Linked DNA regions of Cricetulus griseus: region 1 is linked to region 2. A link is a contact called in public Hi-C data. All regions are on one chromosome and are shown on one strand. Each heading gives the region's core, a stretch centred on a gene start, on an enhancer-like site or on the middle of the called end of the contact. The rest is flanking DNA. Distances are from core to core; before and after follow the strand shown.

Evidence for each region. A called contact is a pair of places that touch in the nucleus more often than the background predicts.
Region 1: a contact with region 2 is called in a Hi-C map of liver, with 2.7 times the contacts expected there. The contact joins the enhancer-like site here to the promoter of Nr3c1 in region 2. A contact is called at or near these places in 2 of 8 Hi-C or Micro-C datasets (the CHO-K1 cell line and liver).

What each region holds. Positions count from the first base shown.
Region 1 is chr2:198,503,263-198,509,490 of CriGri-PICRH-1.0, forward strand. All of the region lies in intron 10 of Arhgap26 (rho GTPase-activating protein 26), which reads right to left. Among named protein-coding and RNA genes, the nearest start is that of Arhgap26, 36 kb to the right of the region's middle. Within about 2 kb of position 4,694, at least 3 of the 6 cell types and tissues checked have open chromatin away from gene starts, as enhancers often do. A contact at or near this core is called in the CHO-K1 cell line, where this site is marked.
Region 2 is chr2:198,144,604-198,151,234 of CriGri-PICRH-1.0, forward strand. Nr3c1 (glucocorticoid receptor) reads left to right here and starts at 2,646. Exons shown (of 9, transcript XM_027398010.2): 1 at 2,646-2,782; 2 at 6,375-6,631. The coding sequence starts at 6,388.

The DNA of each region.
Region 1 (6,228 bases), core at 3,444-5,943, 360 kb after region 2:
ATCACCAAGATATATGATGAGTGCCTATGTCTTCCCCAAGGCACATTCAAGAATGCTTGCCATTTTATTCATAATAACCAAAATGGCAGCAATAAAAATGTCTTTCAAAAAAGGATACACAAATTGTTATATACCTAACTGTTGGGACACCATGTGGCAACAACTAAAAACAGCAACTAGTGCTGCACAGAATGGTAGGTATGAATTTCACAGATGGTGAGCAAAAGTCTACAGACCATATGGCTACAGCTGCATGGCAATCAAACTCTTAATAAGCTCACACAATTCAGAAAAGTGATTCTACCTCCAATAAGGGGTACAGCAGTATCTGGGGAAGGGTGTGAGGAAAACTTCAAGAACATAAATGTTCATCTCAATCTGGGTCTTCACATACACACAATGTGTATGTGTGTGCATATATGTGTATAAAAAGACATGAGCTATGAATATTTTGCAGTGATACCTCAACTAAGAACTTGTTTTAAATGCTTAAGACAACACCGAAGCTTCCCTACTATTCCAGTGTGACTCTGGAGAACCAGCCACTGTACTATTCTCTGCTGGATGTGTGACTTGTACTTTTAAGAAGGCAAAGCAGAGAAATTCAATTGCTTTTCTCTTGGGGTTGATGAGAGTTACACCTTTTGCCATGTTACAAACTTGAAGCAAGAAGTGTATCACACATTTCCAAAAACTTAGTTATTACCACAAGGGCAAATGAGAGCAGATAGCTAGCATGGGGTAGCATCAAAGCAATGCCTGGAGAAGGGCAGGAAAATAGTTTAAAATGCGGGAGAAGCAATGTATTGGTGCTATGGTCCACCGATCCACCAATACCTTCATACCAAAAATCATGCACAAGCACCAGAATAAAAGCAAAAACAAGCTCTGACATCATGGCTATTTCCTTTTTCCTCCCCAGTAAAAGCTTCAAAGTGGACTGCTACTCCTTTTAAAAACTAATGTCTGATAACTGATAAGGACAGAGAAAGGAATTCTCCAGAAAATACTAGAAACTCTTTAGAGAAGTTCCCTCCAGTCCCCAGATAAGAGAAGGTGCAAACAATTTAAAAATCTTTTCTAGAACTCAGCCCTAAAATTCTCCTCAAAATCCAGCATTTCTTCACTATAAATATATTGTTAGTGCTGTAGCCAGAGCAGCATGAGAAGCAACTTTGAAGAAGGAACAAGGATCTACAATTTTCCCAACACTCACACCACAAGAATGATGCAAAAAAATAGTTCTCCAATGTGAATGGAAATGAAGAGCAAGACAGAAATTTGTGGGGAGAGAAAAGAGGGGACAGGAGTGGTAGGGAGGTGGGAGGTGAGAGCAGTCAGTGTGCATAGCATGTGTGTGTGTGAAATCCCTAAAATTACAATAATAGTAATAATAATAATAATAATGATAATAATAATAATAAAAGGAAAACAGTCCTCATTTATCTCAAGGCAGCTGCTACCAATCCCGGTATCTCTTCCAATGCTGGCTTCCAAAACAAGCCTGCAGAAAGCAACACACCTTTTTGCAGTTGTTCTAATAAGGTTTCTATTGATGAGCTGAAGAACATGACCAAAAGCAGCCTGGGGAAGAAAGGGTTTATTTCGCTTACAGGTCACACTTCATCACTAGGGGAAGTCAAGGGAGGAACTAAAGGCAGAAACCTGGTGACAGGAACTGAAACAGAGACTGTGAAGGAAAGATGCTTATTGACTTGTTCCTACTGACTTGCTCAGCTTATTTTTGTACACCATCCAGGAACAGAGGTGGCACCATACACAGTGATCTGGGCCTTCCCATATCAATCATTAACCAGGAAAAGGCCCTACAGACTTGCCTAGAGGCCAATATGATGGACACATTTTCACAACTGAGGTTCCTTTCCCCACATAACTCTAGCCAGTGTCAAGCTGATAAAAACAAAACAACAAAATAACAAAGTTCAAAAATAAAGAAAAGAAACCAACAAAAACACCACATAACCAAAAGAGCATTACATTCAGAATGCTAGGACCACCAATATCAGTCACAGCCCCTTCATCAGCCAAGAACAATCAAAGGCATAGCCAGGGCTGAATCTGAGGTTCCTCGACAGCTTTCTAGTTCTAATCTTATTCATGAATCAGAGTCAACAATAGTGATCTCAGTGGTTTGGCAATTCACCCACTTCCTATTGGACAAGGAAATGCTAGGACTGACTCCACCCCACTGAAACAAACACAGTCAGAACCCCACAGAACTCTTCTTTCTAAATCAACCTCCAAAGCACTAGGCCTTATTCATTCATAAGACTAAATCTCCAGCTGGCAAGAGCTCACTCCTAACTCCCATCCATACCACTGTGTATTTAAGGGTTAGGTTGACAGTAAAGACTCCAATACCCATAGAAATTTACTATAGCCTGTATGTGAAATATGCCCCACTATGCTCTTAGAAGATGGGAAAGTGAAGGCTTGGGGAATGGGCTTTCTATTCTTGGGTAAAAGTGTTTGTCAGATGCCAGGAAGAGGAAACACTGCTGGGAAAACTGCTTCTTGATACTATCTATGCAATGAAAAGGGCTCAAAGTTTGCACAGATATGGCCAAAGCCATGCAGAACGACCTTAGAGAATAGCATTCGACCCATGTCTGCTTATAGAAAGCATGTAAGTAAACAAGTGATGGCAACTAGGCGGGGAGCTACTTATTGCCCCTAAGGTATATATACCTGTGCTCCTTTCCCTAATGCCTGCAGCCTTTTATTGCTTCTGCATTTTTACTTGTGGAGAGAGACATAGGAATAAACAAAGAGCAGAGCCAACACAGGTCACAGAGGCAGCTGCCACCCATCAGGTATCATGGTAACCTGAGTGAAGCACAGGGGAGAGAAACCAGAGGTCACAAACTGGTCACTCCCATATGTGTAGCTCAGATTTATTGTTTATTATATGCCAAATGCTGTGCTAAGGACTTTATTTCAATTATCATTTATTTCTCACAATAAACATGAATTGACTGCTATTAATAGGCCCCTTTAATTTATTCAGTTGTTTATTTACTTATTTTTTTTAATTTGCTTATTTGTGTTGCTGGGGATTAAACTCGAGGCCTCATTCATGATAGGCGAGCATTTTACCACTGAGCTACATATTCTGCCCTTTGGGTCTCTTTCTAAATGTGAAAAATGCCACATTGCTTAAGGGCTAAATCTGCTATTGTATCCAGGTGGGCCAGAGACTAAAGCAAGGCCTATACTTAAACCATAATGCTGCAGTGATCTTATCTGTAAAGAGTGTATGTGTCCTAGAATCAGAGAAGACGATCAACTTGGAGAGAGGGAGTACACCTCCCTCCACACATACCCAAGATGTTTTCCTAAGCAGCTTCTCATCAATTATTCAGAAAGAATTTTATTCTAATGAATGAATGGATAATAATCAACTAAAGTCTACAGCACTGACCTCTTGGGAGGAAAGGTCTCAGAATAAGTAGGACCCTGGCAATAATAGTAGTCAAAAGAGTAAATACTGCTAATTCCATCAGATAATTTCATATAGAGTTATTTTAAAAGATTACAGAGTCATATAACACAAGACAAATTTCTAGCGTACTAAATTTTATATCCCATGGATGTAACTGATACTGACTTCTAAGTGAGTGCCATGTGCCAGCTACAGCGACAGGCACAAGTTATCACAAGGCACCAGGAGAAAGTATTACTAATCGATGGGATGGGTGATAGGAAAGGATAGTTCAAATGCCTGTTACTGCTACTGACACCAAACTAAGAAAATCTCTCTTTAGGTTTGTCTGCCTGCTGCCCACACACATATACCATTTATACTCTGAATTTACTGGTTCAATTGTTTCTTTCTTGGGATTTATGTAATAGCAAAATTTTGGTGTTGAGTTATTGTTTTAAATCCTATGTTAAGAAACTGGCAGATAAATGGTTGCACTCATCAACAAAGCAACAAATTTCACTGCACTGATTAGAGAACAGAAATAAGGTCACCCTCCTAACCACTCCCCTAACCACCAAAGATGTTCCTATTTAAAACAGGTTCAAATAGCCAACATTATCATTTAATTAGAAGCCAAAACAACATCCCCAAAACTTCAGTAAATTCTAAATTTGTGAACTCAAGAGTTTAAGCACTTCTCCAGCACCTTACTATGAGAGCCAGGAAGCAATTCAGAAAGAAGGGTGCCCATCCCCCACCGCCTACCCCACCCCTAGCCATGAAGTCAGAGCAGCATAACACCCTCTGAGGAAGGAAAAGCCATTTCCTGCCTGAAAGGTCAATGGCATTGAGACCAGCACTCCAACCCAAGGGGCAGGAAGGCAAAGTCAAATAGTGTTTCAAACAAGCAGGGAGGAGGGGAGGGGCGGGAAGCCTGAGACCAGGAAAAACAGTTCATCTGCTGTGTGAGATAAAGAATGCAACTGGGGGGAGAAGCCTGGTTCTCAGCACAGGCTGGACAGAAGGACAAGCCTGCTGCCCTCACAGACATCATCCCGAAGCAAAGAGCCTGGCACTTCAGCTCAGCAGCTAAACCCCAATGTTTAAAGAGGCCTGACTGTAGCCATAAAGTAGGTATGAGCGATCCATGACAGGATGAAAGGAAGGAACTTCTAGAGGAAGAGTGAGTCACTGAGAATACTCTTTGCCTGGAGTAGTAATACTCACACAAATGGTAACTTCTACAGAAACCACACACCCAGCTCTTTGAGTTAGCAGTGTATAAATGACAACCACTGTTCCACCAGACCTGAGAACAGCCAACTCGTATACAAAACTGCCATCTACAGGCCGAGTGTTCAAATCATCGGTTATGTAAGATCCTCTTTGGAAAACACACCATCTCAGGAGTCACACAATTTCACAAAGACACATAAAACAACCCATTCACAGACTCATACCAAGCTAGACCATAGACTGTCTTCATTTAAAACCAGTATGGTTTCCCGGGTCGATCATAAACTGAATGCGGACATAAAACGTTCTCCTGTGTGGGAATCAAGTTATGAAGCACAGCACAGAATCTCCCCCTGATGGGCCTTCTTCACATGGGCCCTTGCTGTGCCTGCATCCACTCTCACACGTTACAGATGAACCGGCATTGCAATGAGAAACAAAGCAGGCTCACAGCAAGGCAGGCACGGGGAGCTTTTACCAAAGGTAAGGTTAACACTGGAAAAATTAAGACCCCGAGTTTGGAGCACAGAAGAACAAGAGTTTCAGACCTAGGACTACATCGGAGAGGCATAGTGACACATACCATCTTCAAAACCATCCTGGCAGTCACAGTCATCTCTATCTCACTACTACCGTTACATGGCAAGTGAGGGTCAGCGCCTACATTCAAACAGGGCTCCTTCTGTCTTTTATTTAACCTATAATTTGCAACCTTCTGCGAAAAACGCAACTTGGAAAAATCGTTGCTGACTGATTGGAGGGTACCAAATTTTTTTCAGATCTTCCATAAAGGTCTAGCCTCTACTATTCTAGCTTCAACTCCAATGCCACATCGCTACTCAATAGCAAATCCGTGAGTACTTGCTGGAGTTTTAATTTAATTTACACCTAGTTAATGTTCTCTATTCTTATCACCAAGGTCTCAAAGTAATATTATATATATATATATATATATATATATATATATGTATATATATATATATTTTGTATGTATATAATTTCAAAACTGTATTCATCATAAAAACAAAATTGAGAAATCATATACATATTGTACTATATTAAAGGCTACAAAAAAATATGGTTTTCTACCTCTAAAAGCAAATCATCTGAGATAAACAGAATTAAACAAAAGTACCCAGAACATTCCAAACTGAACAACTAGCCAGCCAATCCAAAGAAAATGTGTTACCAGGCTAAAACAGGATAGCATTGCCAGTGGGTGTGAGAGCTGAGAAAGGTTCTAGAGGAAAGGCAACTCACTGCTGCTAGTGCAGCACTTACGGAACTTCAAAACGGCACTAAGAAGATCAGAAGATCCCTTTATGGAAGAAAAGCCAATAGATTCCTAAAGCTTCCTACATGTGACGTCTGTCAGAAGAGTCTAAGCGGGGGCCTGTGGCACAGGCCTGTAATCTTATGTTCTCGAGAGGTCGAGACAGGAGACAGTGAGTTCAAGGCTCTGTCTCTGTTCCACCTGTGGTCCCAAGTCCCCCAACCATGTCTAGTGAGCTGTCCTGGCCACACTTCTGCATTTATCAGTGCTAGGG
Region 2 (6,631 bases), core at 1,396-3,895:
GTTTTTACTTTCTGAGCAATCTCTACAGCCCAAATGCTATAGCAATGTAAATGGTGATTTTGTTACAGCTTGGGCTTATTAATATGATATTCAATACATATTCATCAGTTCACTCAACTAATACCCACTGAGCATCAACTGTACACTGGAAAGGCTCAGTCTCTATCTTTTAGGCTTCTGTTCCAGCCAGGAGTAAGAATATAACAAAATGTATGCACAGCAAATGAATTATTATTGTAACATGTTATCAAACTGTGCAGGATACTATAAGAACATAATTGGTCTAATTGTTTATGGGTACAGTGTGCTTGGAAGTTAAAATCCATAGAAATAAGCATGAAGATCTTGAGTAATGTTCATAAACTTTTTATTAGGTCAGTTAGCCAACTTAACCAAAAGTGAAATTATACCCAGTTGACTAACTGACTCAGTGTTATTATTATAACTCTGTAAAATATTACTTGAAGCCTGTTACATATAGGCCTCTGTTCCATAATGAAAAAGGTAGATAAGGTCTTTGTTGGATAAAACGAAAAAACAATGGGCCCAGCCCATTGTGGGTGGTGCCATCCTTGGGCTGGTGATAAGTAGGCTGAACAAGCCATGAGGAGCAAGCCAGTAAGCAGCACTCCTCCATGGCCTCTGCATTAGCTCCTGCCTTCAGGTTCCTCACCTGCTTGAGATCCTGTCCTCACTGCTTTTTATAATGAACTGTTATATGGATCTGTGAGTAAAACTCAAACCCTTTTCTCCTCAAATTGCTTTTGGTCATCATGTTTCATTATAGCAATAAAAACCCTAAGACAACTAGTGACACTGCACATTGGCAGGACATTTTCCTAGTATGTGGGAGGCCCCAGATTTGAGCCCTAGCACTTCCCAAGAAGCAAATTACAATATTACCTATGTCATTCAACATTTCCAGTCAAACTGGGCCGAAGAGTCAATGACTGTTAAGCAAAACTCATAAGTATTTTTATTACTGTGTAAATGATTAACTATTGATAGTGTAAGTATACTTTTAAATAAATATGGCAGATTAAAGCCTGTGATGTTTTTCTCCTGTAGTAACAAACTAAGAACAGGAAAAGTTCATATTTTTGTTCAATTGGAAAAAATTTGCAAAGGCAATTTTAAATTTAAAATGGTGTATATTCTTCATTAAGTGCTAGACATATAAAAAAGGAAAGGGAAGGCATCAAGTGGACGTTCTTGTAAAATCATAAACTATTCAAAAATAAAAGATCACCTACCATTTACAACTCAAACATGCAAGATAGATTCTTTAGATGGGTAACTCAGCTATTTAGGTTTATGGTTTGAGGATATACACAAGAATATATATGCACAATCCTTAGTTCTTTTTTATTTTAAAGGCAACCATCAAGGATAATTATATTAGCGTTAAGTGTTATTGTAGGCTTGAGTAGCAGTCTCCCAGGAATCTGTTGATAGTTAGGGGACCAAATTCACAAGACATCTGATTCCAGTACTTGAGCCTCAGAAGGTGGGAAAACTGGCAAGAAAGGAAGGTAGAGTCATAGGTTTAGATTCTCAGCCTCTACTATCAATCAGCCTGGTTGAGCTGATCCTCCTTGGGAAGGAAGGAATCCCTCTTCTCGACTTAAAAAGCTGTTTTGTTTGTTTGTTTGAGTTTGGTGTCAACACCAAGTGTCTCAAGGGCTCTTCATACACACTCTTCTGGGCCCTGCGATGGCAAAGGTTTTCCTTTACGAAGTGGGTGCCAAGCTTCGGTTCCTTTGTCAAGATGGCGGCCCCCGAATCCCACGGAGATAGCGACTGTGGAGCATCGCCGCACAAGGCACCACCTTGCAGCTACGTTCTCCCCTTGCACAGCGGACGACACGCCGGACAGCGCCTCCACTTTCCAACCAAGGAGGGGCGCCTGGCTTGGACGCCACGGAGCACCTCTGCCAAGATGGTGGCCGCGCGGCGTCACCGCTCTTTACCAAGATGGCGGCGAGAGGCTTCCGGCACGCGCTTCCCCAATCAGGGCTCTCCGGGAGGGAGGTCAGGCAGAGGCGGCCGCCCTGGGAGTCCGAGCGCGGCGCGAGCAGCGAGCGGCTGCAGCCGCGCGCCCGGGCGGGGGATGAGCTGGAGTCGCGGCAGCCTCCGCTCCTGTCATAAGTGCCAAGTGCTGTCACCCGTGGGGGCATCAAAGTTACTTCCCCCACAGCCTAAAGCGACACCGCAACTCCTTTCCCCGACTCCCCCCCCCCCCCGACCCTAGCGTGCGCGGCGCGAGGTAGGAGGCAGGGTCCCCGCGTCGCGCCAGCCTGTCCCCCGCGGCGGGCACCGACACCCTCGCAACCACGTCCCTCTGCTGTCCTCGGGCCACGTGTTTCTCTGGGAGACCCGGAGGCGCGTCCCGGGGACAGCTGGAGGCAACTAAACGCTGACGTTTCAAAGCTTGAAAGCTGCGTGTTTTGTTGGATTTGGAGGAGCAGAGAGAGGGGGTCCCTGGAACCCAGAAGGCTGGGCGACGACGCTCCGAGCCTGGGGCAGCAAATGTCAAGATTCGGGGGAGGGGCCTCGGCGGGGAGCTTGGATGCCGGCCCCGGAGAGGGTGGAGAGAGAGGTCAGGAGTTTGGGGCGAGAAGAGGGCGGACTTCTTCAGCAACTTACTATTCCGTCTGCAACTTGCTTCTAGGCCTGCTCTCTCCCTCCCCGCCCCCTGATGCTTCCTTAATCACAATTTTTAAAGTGCAAAGAAATCCTGCTAGCTAGAGGTTTTGCATTCGGCGTGCAACTTCCTCCGAGTGTGAGCGCGCTGGCAGCCGGGGAGGGAGTGGTGGGGGTTGAACTTGGCAGGCGGCGCCTCCTGCTGCTGCCGCCGCCGCCGCCGCCTCCTCTTCTCAGACTCGGGGAAGAGGGTGGGGGACGGTCGGGGCGCGGGGGAGGGTGGGTTCTGCTTTGCAACTTCTCCCGGTGGTGCGAGCGAGCGAGCGAGCGTGCGAGCGCGCGCACGGCGGCTGCAGACGGGGCCGCCCAGACGATGCGGGGGTGGGGGACCTGCCTGCACGCGAGTCCCCCCCGGGCTCACAGTACGTATGCGTTGACCCTCTCCTCTGCCCTTCCCTCCCCAAGTCTCCCCAGAGGGCGTGTCTGCTGTCCGGCCCCGACAGGGGGCCGAGGCGCTGCTGCACCGTTTCCGTGCCATCCCGTAGCCCCTCTGCTAGTGTGACACACTTCGCGCAACTCGGCGGCTGGCGGGCACGGACCACCCCTGCGGCTCGGCCCGCTGCCTGTCACCCTCGGGGGCTCTGGCGGCGGACCCACGGGGCGGGTTCCCGAGCGGTTCCAAGCCGCGCAGCTGGGCGGGGGCGGGAAGGAGCCAGGGAGAAGAGAAACTAAAGAAACTCGCTTTCCCTCCCTGGCCAGGTCGGCACCCGCCGCTGCCGCACTTTTTCTGTTTGCTCGGGTGGGGAAAGGCTATGCCGGGGAGCCGCGGGCTTGCAGGCGCCGTCGGGGCCGGGCCGGCGGGGCCCGCACGCCGGGCCAGGGGGCGAGGGCCGCGGGCGCCCTTGCAGTTGCCGCCAGTCACCAACAGGTTGCACCGTTCCCCGCGGCCGCCGCGCGGCCCCTCGGGCGGGGAGCGGCCAGGGGTGGAGTGGGAGCGCGTGTGTGCGAGTGTGTGCGCGCCGTGGCGCCGCCTCCGCCCGCCCCTCGCTCGGTCCCGCTCGCCTGCCGCGGCCGGGCGGCCCTTTCGCGTGTCCGCGCTCCCCCCCCACCCCCCTCCACCTCCGCCTCCTCCATTTTGCGAGCTCGAGTCAGTGCCTGGAGCCCGAGTCGCCGCCCGCCCGTCGGGGACGGATTCTAAGTGGGTGGAACGAGACGCCGCAGCCCGGCGGCGCGGCGCCGGGACGGGGGACGCGCGCGGGAGACGGGAACGGCGCGGGGCACGGCTTGTCAGCCAGGAACGGGCGACTTTCCGCGCTAGGGGGCTCTCCCCTCCCCCATGGAAAAGAGGGGGCGACTGTTGACTTCCTTCTCCGTGACACGCGCGCCTCCCGCGTCCGCACGCCGACTTGTTTATCTGGCTGCGGTGGGAGCCGCGGCGGGCGGGCGGGCGAGCGCACGGGTGCCGAGGTGAGCGGGGGCTGGGCAGCGGGCGCCCGCGCTGAGGTGAGCCGGGCTGGCCGCGCTCCCCGAGGGGCTCGGCAGCCGGGGCGGCGGGACTTGGCAAACTTTTGTCAGCCCTGGGGTTGGGGGTGGAGGCTGGCGAGGGCAGGGTGACGGTGACGAAAGGGCCTCGGCGGTGACAGCGCCGGCGCTTCCTCTCCCCGCACCGCCATCCCTGGCCCGGCGCGCTGCCCCGCGGTGGAGCCTCGCGCGCCCCGGCGGGAATCTGGCGTCCTTTTTGGTTTTGCTTTTGCGGCAAGCCGTCCGGTCTTGGCTGTCCTCGGGGGGCCGCCCGGACAGCCGCTCTTCCCCGGGGAAGGCAGAGCGGCGCCGGTGTGCGAGCCGCGGGCTCAGGGCGAGCGGCTGCCGGCTGCGGGCTGCGGGCTGGTGGGGTGGATTGGGGCTCGCAGCCTGCAGCCCAGACTTCGCCCGCCCGGCCTTATCTGCTAGAAGTGGGCGTGCCGCAGAGAACTCAACAGGTCTGGACACATTTCTCCCTTCACCTCGCACCTTTCTCCCTCCTTCTCCCCCCACCCCCACCCCTCCGACGGCTTGTGCACTGACTTTGGGGCACGATTTCGCGCCCGACTTTTCTGAGTGGTCCCTTTTTAGAAAGGAACCCTCCCTAGCCGCAGTTTGGGGCTTTTTTGTTGTTGTTGTTTTGTGTTTTTGTGGGTTTTGTTTTGTTTTTTTGTTTTGTTTTTGTGCAGCGATTTTTGACAAGTTCTACTTTGAGGTGGAAGGCTTGATCATCAGCCCGGTCTTACCACTTAAGACCTGACTAATGTCCCAGGGTTATTTACAGTTTTAAGTGGGGGGATAAATGACACATAAGGGAGCATCTCATTTTATGAAGTGTCGTTATGGTTTTGGGCTTGAAAGGTGGCTGTCAAAAGAGCAGGTGTGAAAATTGATTAGGGACCGTTTGGTATCTCATGTTTAGAGATCCTTATCAGATTATGGCGTCTGGGGGTCTGATAGAGAAGCCAAGTACAGGAAGATTTCTAGGGCAGGTCCCACCCTCTCCACCTTCCTCGCATTCCCCTTTCAGTGAAGATGGTCATACTTCTTAGTGTCTTGGTACAGGAAAAGTTTGCCGTTTTATGGGAGGGAATCCCAAATATACTTAGTTGTAGTCTTGTCAACCTCTTAAAACATTATGTTTATTAATAATATACTAGCGATCTGGAGAAATTCAATTTAAATAAGGGAAGGTTGAAAACTGCAGAGAAAATTATTCTGAGCGTTCTCTTGGATGGGTTTTATTTGAATTTATATGTAATCTCACAGTCCAGTTTTTCTGTTTTCCCAAGTATTTCCATATTTGGAAAGAAAGAAATCTTAAATGGTGAGGTAAAATATTTTGCGTTGAGTACATTAAGCAACATTAGAAAGAAACATAACTCGGTTAATTTTGGTGTTAGGAGTTTTGATAAGTTCTGCTCTGTTTAACTATTTAAATAAGTTAAAACTGTAGTGAAGAAGCCAGTACAAATTCTACTCTGCTTTTTAAAATATACATTTTAGGCTATATACAGTATATGTCATTTCTTATATCTAACGTCTGAAGGTAGATGCTACTGAGCAGGCACATCTGGTTGGAAATGGACTTTAAAAATAAGAGCATTTCCCTAGCCTATCACAAAATAAGCAGAACAGCACTGCTTATTTTTTTCAAATAAAATGTGCATAATTCTCCAGGAGGTTGTGCCTTGAAAGGGTTAGGTGTGGGAGGATTGGCACAAGGTGAAATTGTGAATTATGAGGTGCAAACAATTATACCGTAGCATTTATTAAATGTTTTATGTATTGATTTCCAGAAAGGCAATAACTCTTGATTGACAAAGGGTTGCAATTTTGAAGATCATGCTTTTTAAAAAAAGTTAAATACTTTGATATCAACTTGAACCTTTAGAATAATCATGTATAATAAATTACAATTCCTGTGGTTGCCAAAGCTACACATTTAGTGAGCAGGATAAACAGTCAAATTCCAATCAATTCAGTATAACTTTGTCCTTGCAAATGATCTGCCTTGTGCTTTTTAAATGTAGAACTCTGTATGGGAGCAGGGGATATAAGCTTTATTTTAGAATATGGAAACTATTCTTCTGATAATGGAGACTTTGATTTAGGAGTTACCTAAAGGGTTCATTTAATAGGCTGTCTCTCACTAATCGGATCAGAGATAATGTGATTTTATAGCTTATTATGTCCTCTTTTTTTTGTAGTTAATATTTGCCAATGGACTCCAAAGAATCCTTAGCCCCTTCTGGTAGAGAAGTCCCTAGCAGTTTTGTCCGTGAGAGGGGGAACTTGATGGACTTTCATAAAAGCCTGAGGGGAGGAGCTACCGTGAAGCTTTCTGCATCTTCGTCCTCACTGGCTGCTGCTTCTCAGAAGGATTCCAAGCAGCAGAGGCTTCTCCTTGATTTTCCAAAAGGCTCAACTAGCAATGCGCAGCAGCCAGATTTGTCCAAAGCCGTGT